Linked DNA regions of Mus musculus: all the other regions are linked to region 5. The links are chromatin contacts, called in public ChIA-PET, HiChIP or PLAC-seq and promoter capture Hi-C maps. All regions are on one chromosome and are shown on one strand. The core of a region is the stretch at or near the end of the contact, and the rest is flanking DNA. Distances in the headings are between cores, read along the strand shown.

What was found. Promoter capture Hi-C pulls out the DNA fragments that hold promoters and counts their contacts. ChIA-PET counts read pairs in DNA pulled down with a chosen protein or histone mark. HiChIP or PLAC-seq counts read pairs in DNA pulled down with a chosen protein or histone mark.
Region 1: a contact with region 5 is called in a promoter capture Hi-C map of pre-B cells, with 4 times the contacts expected there. The contact joins the promoter of Edem2 here to the promoter of Eif2s2 in region 5. A contact is called at or near these places in 5 of 39 promoter capture datasets (the C10 cell line, the HPC-7 cell line, liver and 2 more).
Region 2: a contact with region 5 is called in a promoter capture Hi-C map of HPC-7-derived erythroid cells, with 4 times the contacts expected there. The contact joins the promoter of Trpc4ap here to the promoter of Eif2s2 in region 5. A contact is called at or near these places in 3 of 39 promoter capture datasets (the C10 cell line, HPC-7-derived erythroid cells and liver) and 3 of 115 datasets of contacts at active chromatin or transcription factors (embryonic midbrain, large pre-B cells and memory CD8 T cells).
Region 3: an RNA polymerase II ChIA-PET map of memory CD8 T cells shows a contact between it and region 5, with 5 read pairs. The contact joins the promoter of Acss2os here to the promoter of Eif2s2 in region 5. A contact is called at or near these places in 2 of 39 promoter capture datasets (the C10 cell line and HPC-7-derived erythroid cells) and 1 of 115 datasets of contacts at active chromatin or transcription factors (memory CD8 T cells).
Region 4: an H3K27ac HiChIP or PLAC-seq map of embryonic stem cells shows a contact between it and region 5, with 3 times the contacts expected there. The contact joins the promoter of Gss here to the promoter of Eif2s2 in region 5. A contact is called at or near these places in 3 of 39 promoter capture datasets (3T3-L1-derived adipocytes, the HPC-7 cell line and pre-B cells), 1 of 484 Hi-C or Micro-C datasets (embryonic stem cells), 2 of 115 datasets of contacts at active chromatin or transcription factors (embryonic stem cells and memory CD8 T cells) and 1 of 9 other capture datasets (adipose tissue).
Region 6: a contact with region 5 is called in a promoter capture Hi-C map of the C10 cell line, with 2.8 times the contacts expected there. The contact joins the promoter of Eif6 here to the promoter of Eif2s2 in region 5. A contact is called at or near these places in 3 of 39 promoter capture datasets (the C10 cell line, HPC-7-derived erythroid cells and fetal liver) and 1 of 9 other capture datasets (liver).

What each region holds. Positions count from the first base shown.
Region 1 is chr2:155,728,061-155,730,760 of GRCm38.p6, reverse strand. It overlaps Edem2 (ER degradation enhancer, mannosidase alpha-like 2), which reads left to right and starts at 1,286. Exons shown (of 11, transcript NM_145537.2): 1 at 1,286-1,530; 2 at 1,760-1,870. The coding sequence starts at 1,424.
Region 2 is chr2:155,691,047-155,693,746 of GRCm38.p6, reverse strand. Trpc4ap (transient receptor potential cation channel, subfamily C, member 4 associated protein) reads left to right here and starts at 1,363. Exons shown (of 19, transcript NM_001163452.1): 1 at 1,363-1,608. The coding sequence starts at 1,441.
Region 3 is chr2:155,555,354-155,558,244 of GRCm38.p6, reverse strand. It overlaps Acss2os (acyl-CoA synthetase short-chain family member 2, opposite strand), which reads left to right and starts at 1,315. Exons shown (of 4, transcript NR_040613.1): 1 at 1,315-1,446; 2 at 2,625-2,742. It overlaps Acss2 (acyl-CoA synthetase short-chain family member 2), which reads right to left. Exons shown (of 18, transcript NM_019811.3): 8 at 2,254-2,391; 9 at 1,742-1,912; 10 at 1,334-1,467; 11 at 1,016-1,148; 12 at 879-935; 13 at 616-696.
Region 4 is chr2:155,591,433-155,594,377 of GRCm38.p6, reverse strand. It overlaps Gss (glutathione synthetase), which reads left to right and starts at 1,568. Exons shown (of 13, transcript NM_008180.2): 1 at 1,568-1,684. It overlaps Gssos2 (a long non-coding RNA gene), which reads right to left. Exons shown (of 5, transcript XR_001783522.2): 4 at 2,210-2,355; 5 at 1-1,926.
Region 5 is chr2:154,891,615-154,894,346 of GRCm38.p6, reverse strand. Eif2s2 (eukaryotic translation initiation factor 2, subunit 2 (beta)) reads left to right here and starts at 1,441. Exons shown (of 9, transcript NM_026030.2): 1 at 1,441-1,657. The coding sequence starts at 1,643.
Region 6 is chr2:155,825,560-155,828,409 of GRCm38.p6, reverse strand. It overlaps Eif6 (eukaryotic translation initiation factor 6), which reads left to right and starts at 1,485. Exons shown (of 6, transcript NM_010579.2): 1 at 1,485-2,083; 2 at 2,200-2,285. The coding sequence starts at 1,977.

The DNA.
Region 1 (2,700 bases), core at 37-2,536, 840 kb before region 5:
TAAACCTAATCTACCCCAATCACAACCACAAAAAATGACAGTAGGAGGGGTTTGGGAGGAAAAAGGAGGAGAGAAGAATGGTGAAGGTAATGGGGGAGGGGCGGTGACCAGAACATATTCATACATATATGAAATTGTCAAAGAACAAGAATTAACAAACAAACAAACAAACAAACAAACAACTGGGCCAAAGAAGGCAGAGTCTGCCTGCACTTTGCTCAATAAATGGAGCAGCCATTTCCCTCTGAATTTTTCAGCAAAGAAGAGTTGGGCAATGCTAGAATTAAAGAAAAGTTCAAATTAAAAGGATCTCAAATATCAGTTTAGACAAACCCTTTCATAAATGTGGGTGCTGTGCCTGGAGGATGAGAGGGACTCCTTTAAGGTTATATAGGTTATGTGTGAATGGTAGAGTCGTAATGAACCCCAATCGAACTTCAAATCTAGGGTTGTCTACAGCTCATTCCACTGACCAAAGAGAAGGGGGTTGCTGTAGATAGCGCACTAACAGAGTCTAGGACCTAGCAAGAGAGTGGGGAAACTGGCCCAGATGTTCTTTTTATTTTGTTTTATTTTGTTTTTTCGAGACAGGGTTTCTCTGTGTAGTCCTGGCTGTCCTGGAACTGACTTTGTAGACCAGGCTGACCTCGAACTCAGAAATGTGCCTGCCTCTGCCTCCCAAGTGCTGGGATTAAAGGCGTGCACCACCACCGCCCGGCCGGCCCAGATGTTCTTAAAGGAAGAATGCTGGGTCTTCATTCTCACCAGGGATGGCAGCCACTGAGATGGTCCAGGTAAAGTCCTGGGTTGATTTAGAGACTGAAGGGACCGTGATTTCATGGCACCCTAAAGTGAAAGACCGTCATAAATGTATGAATTCCTAGAACAAAAGGGATTTCTGGAAACCTTAAGGCTTTGGGAAAATAATTCTAGAGTTTACTTACACAATGGTTTGTCAAACCCTGTGTCTATTATAGTCAAAGCCGAACATTTTTCATCCATATTTACATAGGCATCTGCTCAAATCTTGAGTACCTGCTAGCCCCTCCTTTAAAAGGTATTTGGAAAAAAAACAAAAATTAACTAGATGGCGCCTGTAAAGTGCTCCTAACACTTTAATTCACCGAAGGTGCTCAACAAACAGAAACTGGGATTGTGAAAACATTATTAACAGCAGCCACAGCAACCACTGTCTTTAAGACACGTTGAACTCCTCTCTGTAGACCAGAAATCCCGAGATGCTCTTTTGCCAGGGCTCCACCGCCCATTGCATCCTGGGCTTTGTAGTCAGGAAGTGAGAGGCTTCTTGCCCAACGCGCAGGCGTCGTGGTGCGTATCCCCGGAAGAACCAGCCGCGGCTCGGAGGATGAGCTGGTGGCGGTGGCTGCAGCTGCTGCGGCGGCACTGACAGGACACGAGCTCTATGCCTTTCCGGCTACTCATCCCGCTCGGCCTCGTGTGCGTGCTGCTACCCCTGCACCATGGTGCGCCAGGCCCCGACGGCACCGCGCCCGACCCCGCCCACTACAGGTGAAGGGGGCCAGGCTCCCGCTCTCTACGGCTGGGGAGTGGCAAGCGCCCACCGGGTCCCTTCCCTTCCCTCCACCCCAGGACCCCCACCCTGACGTGCTCTGGTCCCGCTGCTGGGCCCTCGGCAGAAATCATTTTGTGGTTCCCATTCTCCGTCCTGTGTCTGGTCCTTTCTCCCGCCTGGTTTTGTGTTCTGGCCCCCTACCTTATTTCTCATCCCTCGAACCAGGGAGCGAGTCAAGGCCATGTTCTACCACGCCTACGACAGTTACCTGGAAAATGCCTTTCCCTACGATGAGCTGAGACCTCTCACCTGTGATGGGCACGACACCTGGGGCAGGTAGAGCCAGCTTGAGGGCCAAGGGGGTTGGCCGGGATCATAGGAGGGCTGGTGGCTTCATGGTCTCACTGATTGTGGAAAGTTTCCGACCTGGGCTGATTCAACCCCGTCCCCTCAGTCCAAACCAGCGCTGTCAGAACTACACAGCTTTTCACAGTACAAAAAAGTCTTGGCTTAACTTGGCAGGCTAGCCCTCTGGACTCACCTCAGCCGAACAGGCAACCACGTATGAGGACTTGGGGACATTTCTGGAGTCACAAAATATTTTGAAAAAACTCCCGGGAGTCAGGAAACTCAACTCCTTCATTTTATAGGTGGGCGCACAGGCCCAGGAGGAACGTTATTCTCCCCACAGTTAAGACCCTTTGTAGTTGGTGTACTCTTTATGACTGAAAAATATTTCCCGTCTAGCTTCATACCAACTCCTCTCACCGCCATACATACAAGTCACCTGATTCATTTTCGTTTAGTAATTCTGTGTTACCATATCATCTTTTCATTTTCACTGGAATAAAGAACCCAGTCGAGCAAAGAATCATTGCATTAGCCAAAACTGACACTAGGGCTGTAATCCTGAGTTGGTTTTTGTTTTGTTTTGTTTTGCTTCGTTTTTATAGAATGATTTATTGATTTAGTGCGCACTGGCTGTTTGCCTGTATCTATAACCATGTGAGGGTGTCAGGTTCCCTGGAACTTGAACTACAGACAGTGTGAGGTGCCCTGTGGGTATGAGATGATCAACCAGTGCTCTCAACCACTGAGCCATCTCTCCAGTTGCTGAGGTCTTTTATTTCTTGCTTGCTTGCTTGTTTGAGATAGGTCTCACATAG
Region 2 (2,700 bases), core at 114-2,613, 800 kb before region 5:
AAAAAAACCCCAAAACAACAAAAAAAATTACATTTAAAGTGTGTGTGTGTGAGAGAGAGAGAGAGGGAGAGGGAGAGGGAGAGGGAGAGGGAGAGGGAGAGGGAGAGGGAGAGGGAGAGGGAGAGGGAGAGGGAGAGGGAGAGGGAGAGAGAGATTGATTAGAGGGCAGTTTGGAGGAATTATTTTCTCCTTTCACCAACATGGGTTCATTGGACCCAACAACTTAGGTCGTCAGTTTTGGCAGCCAGTGCTTCTACCCACTGACTCATCTCTCCTTATCCTATTTTCTTTGTCTTAAACCAGGTCACCAGGCAGTGATCTGCTGGAGCGAGTGGGAGCCACACCTTGCAAGTAGCATGCAGATGTCAGTCACAGTCTAGTTTGCCTTGGCAGCGATCTCAAATGCCTGCTGTTGTTCCACTGCAAGTTACTTATTACATCATTTCACTTTTTAAGGACTTTTGGTTTGGGCAACAAATTATAGCCACCTTAGTTACAAGTAGCAAACTTCATGGCATCCTAATTTGGCACACTCAACTTATTTTTGTTACAAGATAGCCTCCTAGAAGAGAAAGTGGGGAGAGTCAGCACCACCCTGCTTCCGAGGTTTGTCGGAGCCAGTGAATTCAGTTCTACTTGCGGGGAAAATGAGGGCAATATTCTATTTGATAGGGGATACAGTTTGCCAAATAAATAACTACATTTGTTTGTGTGGATTAGCTGTGGTCCCCTGAAACCCTCGTCCCCTAACAGGGCCCTCTGCTGTTCTGCTTATCACCTCGCCCTCCACCTCACCTATATATTCAGTATGAGGAGTACAGCTGGTGCCTTTAGGAACTATTTTTTGACATCTATCTGTAAATGAAATATTTTTCGCCATTTTCTTCGAATAAGCAATAGCATTGATGGTCCTTTACGTCTCATTTACATAAAGCACATATTTGTTAATTGTAATAAAAATATTAGTTGACTAGTCTGGCTCCCAGGACCTAAATATTGAATGGACTGAGGGCTAGGGGTAATGTGTAGTGACTTGGCTAAAGTCAATTGTAAAAGGAAGGGGACACGTGTCAAGTGTCAACTCTGGCCTAGGGCCTAGAATTTTTCCCTGGACACTGGGCTTGCATCATTTCCAGCTAGCGAAAATTTTGAGAGCTTGTGCACATAGTGACTGGTTTTCCACTTGGAGCAACCTCGAAGAAATGCTGGAGGTATCCCACTCAGCAAACTGGAGGGCCAGGAAGAGCCACATCTCAGCTACCTGCTCCCCCTCGGTAAAGACTACAGTTCCCATAAGGCGTCGGGGCACGCACAGTCCCTGCCACGCGGCTTGCACCTCCGCGTCAGTCCACTAGGGGCGATGTAGAGAGTCCTCCGCCGCCCCGTAGAAATCGACACGGCTCCGGGACCGCTTGCTTCCTGTTTGTCGGACGAGGAGACATGGCGGCAGCGCCCGCAGCGGCTGGAGCTGGGGCCAGCCGGGGGAGGCGGTTGGCAGCTACCGCGGCGGCGTGGGGCGGCTGGGGAGGTCGACCGCGGCCGGGTAACATCCTGCTGCAGCTGCGGCAGGGCCAGCTCACCGGCCGAGGCCTGGTCCGGGCGGTGCAGGTACGAGGCCGGCCCGGAGGGGCGGGGCGGGGCGGGCCAGGCTGGAGCTGGCCAGGGGCCGGGGAAGAGGCCTTTCCAGGCCGCTGCGGACCGTCCAGATCCCCCTTGGCTGGCCGCGGCGCTGTCCTGTGTGCGGTCCGGACGCTGTCAGCCGCGTTGGGACGGAGGGCAGTGGCCAGCTTGGAGGCCTGCGGGTCTGGGCCGAGTGGAGTCGAGCTGCCTGGGGTATTGATGGCGCGTCTAAGCCCTGGGCCGAGTTTCTAGATCCTCATTTCCCTGCGCCACGTCTGCGTGTCTGGAGGACCTTGGCGAGTTGGCTTCATCTTCTACTGGTCTCGTGTTTGCCCCTTGTGAGCAGGACGGGGTCCTCTTCACTGCAGCGCCCCCCCGCCCCCAAACGGTTCCCAAGCTTATGATAAATGTCATCTTCCCAGAGGCCTCAACGTTCCTCCTCCTTTTCTAAAGTAGGCCCCCCGGTTGTTATTCTATCAGATCACCCAATTCGTTTTCTGATGCTCTATTTTCTTTGCCTGTAATTGCATATTTCTTTGTTGTCTGCCCTTTCACGCCTGTATCTCACATTAGGCTGAGCTCCAACGGGTGCAGAAGACTCTTTTACTAGCGTAGGGATACATGCTTTGGGGGAAGAACTTTAGTTCAAAGCCCTATTCTCTTTCTCCCTCGGGCAAGTTACCTTTCAGGGCCGTTGTTTACTCATTTAATTCACCCTTTAAGGCTATTGTCAAATTCAGAGGAGATAGATGTGTCAAGTGTTAGTGTATTTCAGGTGCATATAAGGGCTGAAGGGTAATCAGTTATTGTTCTGTTTAGTGTCTAGCTTATTAAGTGTAATGATTGATGTCCTATACATGTGGTGGTGTAGGGTGTGTGTCTGTGTGTTGCGGGGGAGGGGGGTGTATAGGGCACAACCTTAGAATAAATAGATGAGGATAGGTGACTCCTCTCACTTTTTCTTCTTTCTCCCAGGTGATCCCAGAACTTACTTTGAAAACATTAGCTTAATTTCAAGATAGCTTTGTATATAGTTTTGAGGACTACATAAGGAACCAAACAGTGTTGATGGGAGAGGGA
Region 3 (2,891 bases), core at 66-2,565, 660 kb before region 5:
TACAAACAAATCATATAAAATGGAAGCTATATTAGTGAATAAATAATTTCTAATCAAAAGAATTCTGTGCCAGCAGAATTCTAGATTGAGTTAGAAAGCTTAGATTCCTGCCTTTGTTACTAATGTGATTTTGGAAAAGGGAAATGAGATTGAGATCTGACAGGTACTAGCCACAAAGACAGCAGCAGCTAACATTTAAGAACACTAACTATGCAGTTCCAGACTAACCCTTTTGTATGGATTATCTAATTTAATAAAATGTAGGAGATAAAAGTACTATTTTTTAAAGACTTAAATTACATTCAAAGACAATAGGTAACAGCTTATCTGAAGTCACAGAAAATCAGGGTCTGAATACAGGCAGGCTGACTCCAGAGCCTACATGATTAGTCTTTAAGGTACAAAGACTCTTTTTTCTAAAAATGGACATCAAGGGAAGGATTAAGACTAAGTTCTCCTGACTCCAAAAATTTATCATCACGAATCTTGGGTGTTTCTCAGCAGAGGACAAACTCTCAACAGTATTAGCAACTACCAGGGAAGATAAGGTTATAAACTCTAAAACAAAGTATCCTTAGCAGATGCTTTCTTCTCCCAAAGATGCCAGATTCTCACCAGATAACCTTCAGCTTCCCCTTCCAGCTCCTCCCCGGACTCATTCAGGATTGCAGGCGCTACACCGAAGAATGGGAAAGACTGAAAGCAAATGAGAGGCGCAATCCAAGAAGGAAAAATGAGGCAACTCTGTCTCAGCTTCACACAGAGCCCCAGAGCCCCAAATTCCTCCCAGCTCTCAGGCCAGAACCCTACTCTAATAGGCTAACACCCCCACATCCTATCCCTGCCAAGCCTAGGACCAGAAGAAGCACTTTACTCACAGCAGAACCAGGTTTCATGGGTGTGGCGCCAGGGAGAGGGGTCAGCATATGGCCACCCTGTGGAAGTCAGAGGTCAGGAATTGAATCTCTTTTCCTACACTGTCCCTAATCCCTAGCCTCCTGAATCCCTTACTCACTGTTTCTGTTTGCCAGAAGGTGTCTACAATGGGGCAGCGCTGGGAACCTACTACCCGGTGGTACCATAGCCAGGCTTCAGGGTTGATGGGTTCACCTACTGTGCCCAGCACCTGCAGGGATGCCCGGCTATGCCTTGAGCAGGAGAGTGGAAGAGAGGAAAATTCTGAGAACCACTAGGAGCCAAAATGCACATGCAGTCAGAGTTCCTTTGCCCCTCCCCTATCCCAGGAAGTTGGGACAATAGAAGAAAACATCACAAAGGACCGTGCTCAGCTCTGAAGGACACCTATGGGACAACAGATGGGGAAGGGTCTTACTTGGTGACAGGATCATCTCCAAACTTCATGAGCATCCGGATGGCTGTTGGTGCCGTGTAGAACTTGGTCACCTTGTATTTGTCCACAATGCTCCACAAGCGCCCTTCATCTGGGTATGTGGGGATCCCCTCAAACTGACCCGAATGAGATCTGGTTATTTTGGGCTCTTCCCAATAGTCTTTCCATTCCCTACCACTCCCTCACGTTCAGGATTCACCCTTTATGACCAACTGTATCTTTACCCTCTGACCACACAAGTCAAGAAACATCGTAGTAGGATACACAACCCCTCAAAATTCCTCTTTCTCCAGGAAGTGGGTTCCTGTATAAGTTTCCCTTCTTTAGACTAAGAAGCTTTGGGAAATGGTCACCCAGGAGAATTTTGTCTATGCCCAGCTCCCATCTCACCAAAACACTAGTGGCACCATTAGCCAGTGGCCCATAGGTGACATAGGAATGACCAGTGATCCAGCCGATGTCTGCTGTGCACCAGAACACATCTTCCGGGTGGAAATCAAACACATACTTGAAAGTTGTAGCCACATAGAGCATATAGCCTCCAATTGTGTGCACCACACCCTGTGGGGAGAATGGGGCCTCAGGCTGGGGTTGTGTGTCCTCCTCTACTGACCAACAAATAGAGCCTGCACAGAGCTGGAAAAAGATCCTTCTTAAAGATTTTAATTTTTCCAATGCCCTTTCACAGCATCTGTCTCGCTTCAATCTCCTTTACCACACCCTGATGTCACATAAGTATACTGAGCACTCACATTCTTAGGTTGTGTATCTGAGTCACCCATTATCACTCGAATTCCCAGTACTCATTCTACTGTTTCTGTTGGTCACTCCAAGCTTCCTTGGAGACTCGCTTCTCACCTTTACATACACACATGCACACACACACACACACACACACTTGCCTTAGGTTTGCCTGTGGAGCCACTGGTGTACAAGATGAAGAGTGGGTCCTCAGCATCACACCACTCAGGCTCACACTCGTCTCCTGCCTGCTGCATGAGTTCATGCCACCATAAGTCAACCCCTTCGTTCCAGCAGATCTGGGGGAAGACAGGAATGGGCAGGGAAGAACTGTGAGGCAGGGACAGCCTACCTGGTACCTGGAGGTTAAGGCCCTACATGTAGGGGTAAAGGAAAGGGAGGGGCCTTCATGGGTACAATGGGGCAGAGAGAACTGATCACTCTGCCATTCTCGCTCTTCCTCTACCCCAGACTCCTGCTTACCTGGCTTACTCTGAAGAATGCCACTTTCTGGCTCCTTCGTGTCTTGCAGCTCTCAGCTCAAATGCTACCTTCTTAGAAGACTCCCCTGAACAGTAGCTGACACCCCCATCCCTCCTGTTGTTATTATTCATCACACCTGGTTTATTCCCTACAACACATATTTTCAGGTATTTTCTTCTTGATTATTATTTTCCCCAACTAGTCAGGGACCTCTAGGAAGGTGGTGGCATAGCTGTATTTCCCCCACAGCCTTAGCACCTAGTAATGTATTCGACACTCAAAAGACATTTTTGTTGGATAAATAACTAGGCATACA
Region 4 (2,945 bases), core at 319-2,818, 700 kb before region 5:
CTGGAATTAAAGGTACAAGCCAGCACTTACTCCCTGCGTACTGTAATTCATTTAGTACCAGAAATAGCTACCTTTACCTCTGGTTAATACAGTGACTTTTGTCTGTCAGTCGGGGCAGCTGCTTCCTACCTGGTCATTATAGAAGCAATAAGAAAAAGGTATCAGACCACAAACATTATTCTGGCAACAGCCAGATCACCTCCCTGCCAACTCTGTCCCATTCATACGAGACATCTGGAGGGCTGTCCTTCCTAGACTGGAGAGAGGCACCTGCTTTATCTAAAGAGTTGGAAGGATTTTGGTCCCTGGGTTAGGCCACTGATTTACAGTCAGTAGAAATTCTCCTTCATAAATCTCTCTTCAATTTGACATTCCCCCTCCCCTTTTTTCCCTTCACAGCGATGGCTTGGAGCCTCACCAACTTACAGCTAACTCTGGATCATGTCTGTCTGTACCTAATATATAGAATGGCGTCTTGTCTCTGCTAAATCTCCAGCCTCAAGGTTTCTTCCTGAGGCCAGCTCTTAACAGCCTGCCCCACACTCTAGAGCCCACCTTTTATTTACACCAAACCAATTAGGAGTTTGCTATCTTAGGCATAATTCCCTAGGGTTTGATCAGATACATTCATTTCAGGAAAATTTTTATCAGAAAGGAACATCTTTTTTTAAAATCAGGTATATATAGTGGCTATTCCTGATTGTCAACTTGACTATATCTGGAATGAACTACAATCCAGAATTGGAAGGTTCACCTGTGATCCTAATCTGGAGACTGGGAGATACAAGTTTCTGACCTGGATCTTGGCATGGAGATCTTGAGGCCTAGTGACTATGAATTCCAGAAGATTAAGACAGGGAGACCTCTGAGTTTAAGGTCATCTGGGACAAAGCAAGTCCCAGATCCAGGCACACACTTTTAATCTGAGCCACACCTTCTGATGGAGACCTACATAAGGACATTGGAAGAAGGAAGATTAGCTCTTCTTTGCCCTGCTTGCCTTGTGGGACTGAGCTAGATCCTTGGACTGACATTCACAGCTGCTGTTGACCATTGTTGGGGAGTTGGACTACAGACTGTAAGTCATCTACAAATTCCCTCACTATATAGAGACTACCCATAAGTTCTGTGACTAGAGAACCCTGACTAATACAAGATAACTCAGATTTTGAATCAACCTCTCACAGTCTAGGGAAAACAAAGTTAAATTACTGTAGGTTGCCAGAGGATGAGGGGTCTGTATAGAGGGAAGAGGATAATGAACTTGCATATTTACAAACAGCCCCATGGGGGCTGAAGACAGGGGTGGCTAAGAGAACTTTTGCTCTGGGTTCCCAGAGGATGCGACGCTCTCTTCTGCCTTTGAGTGTCCCCATCTCACAGCGTGCCACTAGCTCTAACTCTCTGGGAACTAAGCTAACAGGTAGCATCCCGCCGTTGTAGCCACAACCAAGGCTCTCCCTAGAGTACCGACGTATTCCTTAAAGCCCAGGTCACTGCTCATGTAATGCCCCTTCCCGGCCGCCGTCCAGTTCCATAAACACAGGGCTCCTTCCCCACCCCTCCTCTTTAGCCTTGCGGGGCGGTCTGCGCAGGCGCACTGGGTCGTACCGAAGCCCCGCCCCCCGAGCCCGGGTAACGGCGTGCGGAGTTTGAGCTTGGCGAGCAGCTGGACAACGAGCGAGTAAGTCGGGGCTTCGCGACGGCGGCTGGCGAGGGTCAAGTTTCCTTGGGAGGAGAGCGGTGAGGGAGGGGTCTGAGAGCGATTAGAACGCGGCGAGCGGGCAGATGACGCGGTGGCTGGGAACGCGGCGAGCACCGGGAAACTTGTGTCCAGTGAGGGGCTTGTGCTGGGCGTGCTGAACCTAGATTTCCAGATCGCCGGTTCCCAGCTCGGACACTGTTAGCGAGGCTAGAGCCAGAGTTCTAGGGAAAATAAACAAGCCACCATCAAAAACTGGGAGAGATCAGGAACAAACTTTGTCTAGGGATGGGGAGCGGACGGGGCCCATCACGGGGACAAGACAGGACAAGCGACTGTGTTGTAGCCCGAGGCCCTGAGCCCGCACTCGCCTCGCCCAGGGGATTAAAGTCCAACGGGATTTCTGTGTGGGCGTTTTAAAGTTTTTCGTGATTCATTCACCACTTACTTATTTAACCTTCAATGAAGTATCAAGGCAAATGCTATTTTTATGATAGAGGTACGAACCTGGACAGAGAAATCCGGCGATGGCTTCCAAAACAGAATCAAGAGTTGGGGGTACAGAGGCTGGGGATGTAGCTCAGTGGGAGAACCTTTAAGCCACGAGGAAAGCAGGAAAGCGAGGAAAGCAGGAAAGCGTCATCATCCAAGATCTGAAAGTAAGAGAGAGAGGCTGGTGTGTTTTAGTCACTTAAGATGCCTTTACTACTCTGAAAGTGCCCAGGAAGAGGAGTGGGTTGGCAGTAGAGGCAGACATGAGGGAATTCAAAGCGCTGCATTTAGTCAGCAGAATCCACAGGACTGGAAGAAATGGGCTGTAAGAGAAAAGTGCACGTGAGGCTGGGATGTCAGGGTGAGACTCATTAGAGGAGGACCGCCCCAGGGAGCAGGAGGAGTGTTCTAGATTGAAAACCAGGAAAGAACTTGCTGTGTAAATACAAACTTGAGTGTCACCAGCCAAACAAGTCACAGAACAGTTAAATCTGTAGAAAGGAAAACAAGGGGCCCAGTTAGCATTGTCTAGTTATTACTAGTATAGTGTTTTTGTTCATGAATATGCATGGACACCCAAACACTGGTGTGTGTGTGTGTGTGTGTGTATGTATGTGTGTGTGTGAGATGCAGATGTGCTGTCAGTGTTTGTATGTGAGGGTGCCCTGAGCATCAGGTGTCTTCCCTGATCAGTGCACTTCCTCTCTGCACCTCTGGGATTATAGCCTGCTCACTATCTGCCCAGGATTTA
Region 5 (2,732 bases), core at 192-2,691:
CTAGGTGGGCTGCCTCACCCAGCCTTAATAGGATAAGATGCCTCTGGTCTTACTGCAACGAGTCATGCCAGGGCAGGTTGATATCAATGGAAGGCCTCCCCTTTCTGAAGAGAAATAGAGGATGAGTGAATGGGGGGTAGGGGCTGGGAGGAGAAGAAACTGTGGTCAAGATGTAAAGTATATTAATCAATTAATTGATTAATTTAAAAAGATAAAATCTTATGTAGTCCAGGCTGGTTATGAAATTCTGATATTCATGCCTCTACTTCTCAAGAGCTAGGATGGTAAGTGCTACCACACCCAGCTCAGACAGACCATTTTGTAATTCCAGTAGACCAAAACAAAGACAAACTCAGTAATCAGGTATGAATACAAAAATCAATCAAGAAGAACATTTTGCCAACTACAAAAATCACTAAGTACTTTCCCCATCTCTTCTAACGTGAGGGCTTTTTTTCACTAATCATAGATTAATCCTCACTTGATTCTTTTTATGCAAGAAGCATTAAAAACTTGATAATTACTCTCATCTCCTGATAGCATCTACTTACTTGAGCAGTCCCTTCAGTCACCTGAGTGGATCACCTGACGCCCCAGCTGAGCATTCTTTCAAACAGTGGGGCTTTGCAGTTCCCTGTGGTTACAAACACAGGTGTTTTTTTGTTGTTTTGTTTTTTAACTACAAGCGCATACTCCGAGGCCTTCCTAAATGGCAGCTGTATCTCCCCAGGGAAAATAGATGATACATCCAGAATTGTCTAGCAAAGACTCCATAAACAAGGAGTCATGTACCATATAAGGAAGCTTTAGTCAAAAAAGGACACATAATTAATAGTCCCAGATGATTATATCGCCTAGGACGTTGTAGTGTCTTTACTTATATGGTATGAAGTTCGTCAACAAGTTAATTACCTACTCTACACATTTCTCAACATAGCCCCTTTATTGAGCTAGTTAAGACTATTTCGAAGCTTCCTGACAGACTGTAGCTTGCTGGGCTGTTTCTCCTCAGAGGACGGCTTCGTTCCTCGGTCTAACTATGGAAAACCAGGGAAGAATCTTCTGAAGTAAAAAGCTAGAAGGTTAAACTTCTCACGAAGTGAAACGCTTCTACTGAGGTGCATTCCTCGAATACTAGACCGATTCTAGGGGAAAGCGTGAACTCAGCTCCACGGGTTCATATTAGGGTTTCCACTAAGTTAAACCTGAAAAATGGCCCCAAATTCACTTTACAAGCAACACAGCACTTTTCGAACCTCTTAGGTAACCAGCAGCACAAGAACCCGAACATCCTGACATGTTTAAAACAGTCGTGCACGCCCTCGAAACTCCCGAAGCGCACAAGCGCCGGTCTTTTCTAGCCAAACTACAAGTCCCAGTATGCCCGGCGCCGGGGAGTCGCCGAATAACTCGCGCCACGAGAAGCACGTAAGGTTGGCTTTACTGTACGCCTGCGCTTTGGCGAGCTCTGCGCAGGCGCACTTCCAACGTTTGAGAGGAGGGCGGGGTGTCGCTCCCTTTCGCTGATGCAAGAGCCTAGTGCGGTGCTGTGAGAAGTATCGGTGGGAGCTACGCTGACTCCGGGCCGTGAAGCCGACCGGTTTGACTTTTCATCCCTGCCGAACCCGCTCGAACTACAGCCATGTCCGGGGACGAGGTGAGAGGCTGAGCTGGAGTTAGGGCTAAGGACTGAGGCAGGAAGCCGAACCCACACCTGTGTGAGAAGCCGGGCCTGCGGCCTAGCTGTAGCCGGCCGCCATGTGGAGCAGCCCGGCCTAGGCGTCCCGGAGCTGTGGAGCCGGCGAGGACTCTGGATCCTCAGACTTGGTCTCCCTCGGCTCTCCTCAGGGCGGCGGCGAGGCCTGTCTCCCACGGTGATCGGCGTTTCGGAATGGAGAGCGTGTTGAGCCGTCCTCTCGGAAAGGGGTTGAATGCCGAGTTAGTTTGCCCGGCCGCCCCGGCATTCCTTTCCTCACACACATAGCCGCCTCGGCTCTCACGGCTGAGGGGTCAGGGTGCCCTGCGAGGCCCCTCTCGGTTCCGGTGGAGCACCGAGGTTAAAACTTTGTAGGCTGCCTTTTCCGGGCGGATATCTCGCTCCCGTTTCCCGCTCGAGGCCTTATTTCTTAAGACAGGAACCCAAAGAGCCAGAGGAGAAGATATTTTAAGTCTCAGGAAGTGACCACCTTTCGAGAAAAGTTTTCGGGCCCGAGTCCCAAAGTTTCCTTTACAGGCGAGGTGAGCAGGAAGGTCCGGCTGTGAAACTGACTGGGTTTGGATCTCAGAATTTTTCAAGCCCCGTCCCCCGTTTTATTGTGTCTTTTTTTTTTCTTTTAAATCTTTTTGGGTTTTGCCTTTTCCAGATTTATCCTAGTTCACATACCATTAAATGACTTTAAAGAAAAAAGAGTGGTCTTGGCTTAGATATTGCTTAGCATTGGGCCTAGAAGCCTAATCCTAGCCCCAAGGAAGTACTTTACGAAGAATTTGTGACTTACTTGACTTACAGGCCTAGGGGAGGGGTAAGAGGAATAGTTGAAGGTTCTGTGCAGAGTTGGCTTTTGAATGGGCTCTAGAAATGATCAGAATTTTCTCAACCAATGAGAAAACTGATCACAAGGCGTTTATGGTCAAGAAGGGAGAAAGTGCATAGAAAGTGAAGTATTCACTAGTTTGGTTGAAGTAGATGCTGGTTAGTTTATGGAGGACTTAGGTAACTACATTAAGGAATT
Region 6 (2,850 bases), core at 236-2,735, 930 kb before region 5:
TCAAGTGACAGGTTAGGGAATTCTGCCAGTCCATTGTCCTCTGGCTCTAAATCTGAATTTTGTTTGCCCAGACACAACACATAGAATCTGCAGTTCCTGTGTTTCTATGTACATAAAACATGGACACTACAAGGATGTTTCAGATGCCCGTACAGTACACAGAGAACAATGACTAGGTACACCCATAGATGCATAGAGCGAGTATACAGAGCTCTCTGATTAACTCAAAAATAAAACTTCTGTTGCAGGTACATAATCAATATGGTCTGCCTAAATGAATGGCCACAGAAAATTCAAGCTTCTAGTACACACTGCAGAGCCCCCCTGAGACTCAGAAACTATAAATACACATATGACTCTTCATCCTAACTCTGCACCAAGCTGTGCTCACAACCTCACCCTGAACATTCCCTAGAGCCGAAAGGCTACTTAGATGCAGATTCTGAGGGCTGAAGCTTAAAAGCACAAACCTCAGAGAACAAGACAGATGTATTAGATGAAAACTGTATTAGGGACAGAGGGTCATGGAGATAGTAGAGCGATCGACAAAGCTTATCAGAGAGAGGCTGACTTGGAGGCTGGTCTTGAAGGACAGGGGGAGAGCCAGGTGGAGGAGAGTTAAGAGTTCTTGGTAGAGTAAGCCAGAGAGTGGTGTGGGGCTCAATGAGCGGATCTGGGGTGAGCTGGGGGAGATAAGCAGAGCACGTAGTTGAACACTTAGACACAAACACACAGACCACCTTGCTGAATGTCTCTGGAAGCTCGGGCTGCAGCTGGTCATGGGTCTTTCTCCTGAACTTAGCACCTGCAGGAGACTGTGCATGGTACTAATCAATAAAGGCAATTGTGGCTAGACCCCGTAGCAATCTGATGTGTTCTCGGTTATGGGACTGTATGATGGGGCTGGGGAAAGGGCGCCGCGCCATTTATGCCCCTTTCAGATCAGATCTTCTTGGAGAAGAATGAATGGCATAAGACAGTCTGCGGTAAGTGATTCTCTGCTCCTTTTACCTTCCACTGTGGCATTCTGAGACACCCTGGGGACTTTTGTATATTCTACACTAGTTGAGACAAGTTTATTCTATGAAAATGGGCCATACCACTATCCCCAGGGCTGCTGATGGGGTGATAAACTGCGTGATAAACACATCAAGGAAGCAAGTCAGCTCTCAGATCTTTGCTTACCCTAGAACCCTTTCTCCTCCAATCTCTCCGTAACACATTTCCCCGTCTCCATTGTCTTCTTCAGCCTATGGTTCTTATGCCTCCTCCAACCACTTTATCCTGGTCTCTTGGTTGATCTCTATGCCAAATTTCAATCTTCAACCCTTGACCCTTGCCACTGGTCCAGATTCCCACTTCCGTCCGCGTGGCCGGGGTGTGATTATCCTCTTTCTCAAATCCGCCCTTTTCCCGTCCTTACTCGGTAAATAAAGCCCTCCAATCAATCCAGCTCCAACCAGACAACACCGGTTCCTCATTTCCTCATCTTTTCATTTGCCCAGCCTCAGGTTTGATTGATTATTCCTTCTAAAAAGACCCACTAGGAGGTGAAGCCAAAAACCTAAAGCAAGAAAACGTGCAGGAGGCGGGGTCGGGCGGAGTCACCTAGTAACCATCGAGTCCTCCCAAAGGGTGGGGCTAGAGTGACCAGCAGCTCCGCCCGGCTCCTGCGCGCTCCCGGAAGCGGGCCTGGGAGGAGGCGGAAACGGAAAGCTAGTTACGGGAGAAGTTGTTGCAGCGTGTAGACATTGGAGTCGCTTGGTGAGCTGTTGGGACTCTGGGCGGCAAAAGTCAGTTCCGGGTCGCAGGGCGAGAGGACTTGGGGCAGGAGAGCCAGGAGGGATCCGTCCGCACGCCCGGGCATCTGAGGGGCCCGAGAGGGCGGGGTTTGAGGAGGCGAGGCTGGTTGACCCGGCTCCGGAGTGGATCTGTCGGCCCAGAACCCGCAGTCGTGCTGCCCCCCAGCCTCTCTCATGGCGGTCAGAGCGTCGTTCGAGAACAACTGTGAGGTCGGTTGTTTTGCCAAACTCACAAACGCCTACTGCCTGGTGGCCATCGGAGGCTCAGAGAACTTCTATAGGTGAGGCGAGAGCTTCTGGTCCCGAGCCGCCGGGGCGGGAAGGGAAGGGAGGCGGAGAGCGAGAGGTCTGAAAAGAGCGACCCACCCCAGTAAGCAGCGAATCCGTGTTTCTACAGTGTGTTCGAGGGTGAGCTCTCCGATGCCATTCCCGTGGTGCACGCATCCATCGCCGGCTGCCGAATCATCGGGCGCATGTGTGTGGGTAAGGCGGGTGGAAGACGCCGAGGGACACAGCGAAGCACTCTGAGTCATTAGTTTCCTGGAGCTTACCCCCAGTGATCGGGGGATTCCCAGGCTTTCGGGCCCAGTGGACTTTGGAATCTGACGGGTGTGTGGGACTCGAACTGCAGATCAAGAACACTGTCTCTCAGACTTGAGAGTAGCCGGAGCGAAATACCATTAAGTGCTGGCTATCATTCTTGGTCTCGTTTTTCCTTCACAGGGATACTGGAAAGCATGGGTTGTCGCTCGGAACTATGTGACTTACAGAGTCCCACACCTAAGGGCGGAGGAGAGGATTTGCATCTCTCTCCTGCCTCTGAATATGAACAAGTTGCTTCTTGTTTTTGAGCATCAGTTTCTCCCTCAGGAAATAACTAAGGTCCCAGGTCACCCTGTTCAGCTGCATTTAATTCTTACAATTTCTTTTTTTGTTTGTTTTTTTTTTGTTTTTTTCGAGACAGGGTTTCTCTGTATGGCCCTGGCTGTCCTGGAACTCACTTTGTAGACCAGGCTGGCCTTGAACTCAGAAATCCGCCTGCGTCTGC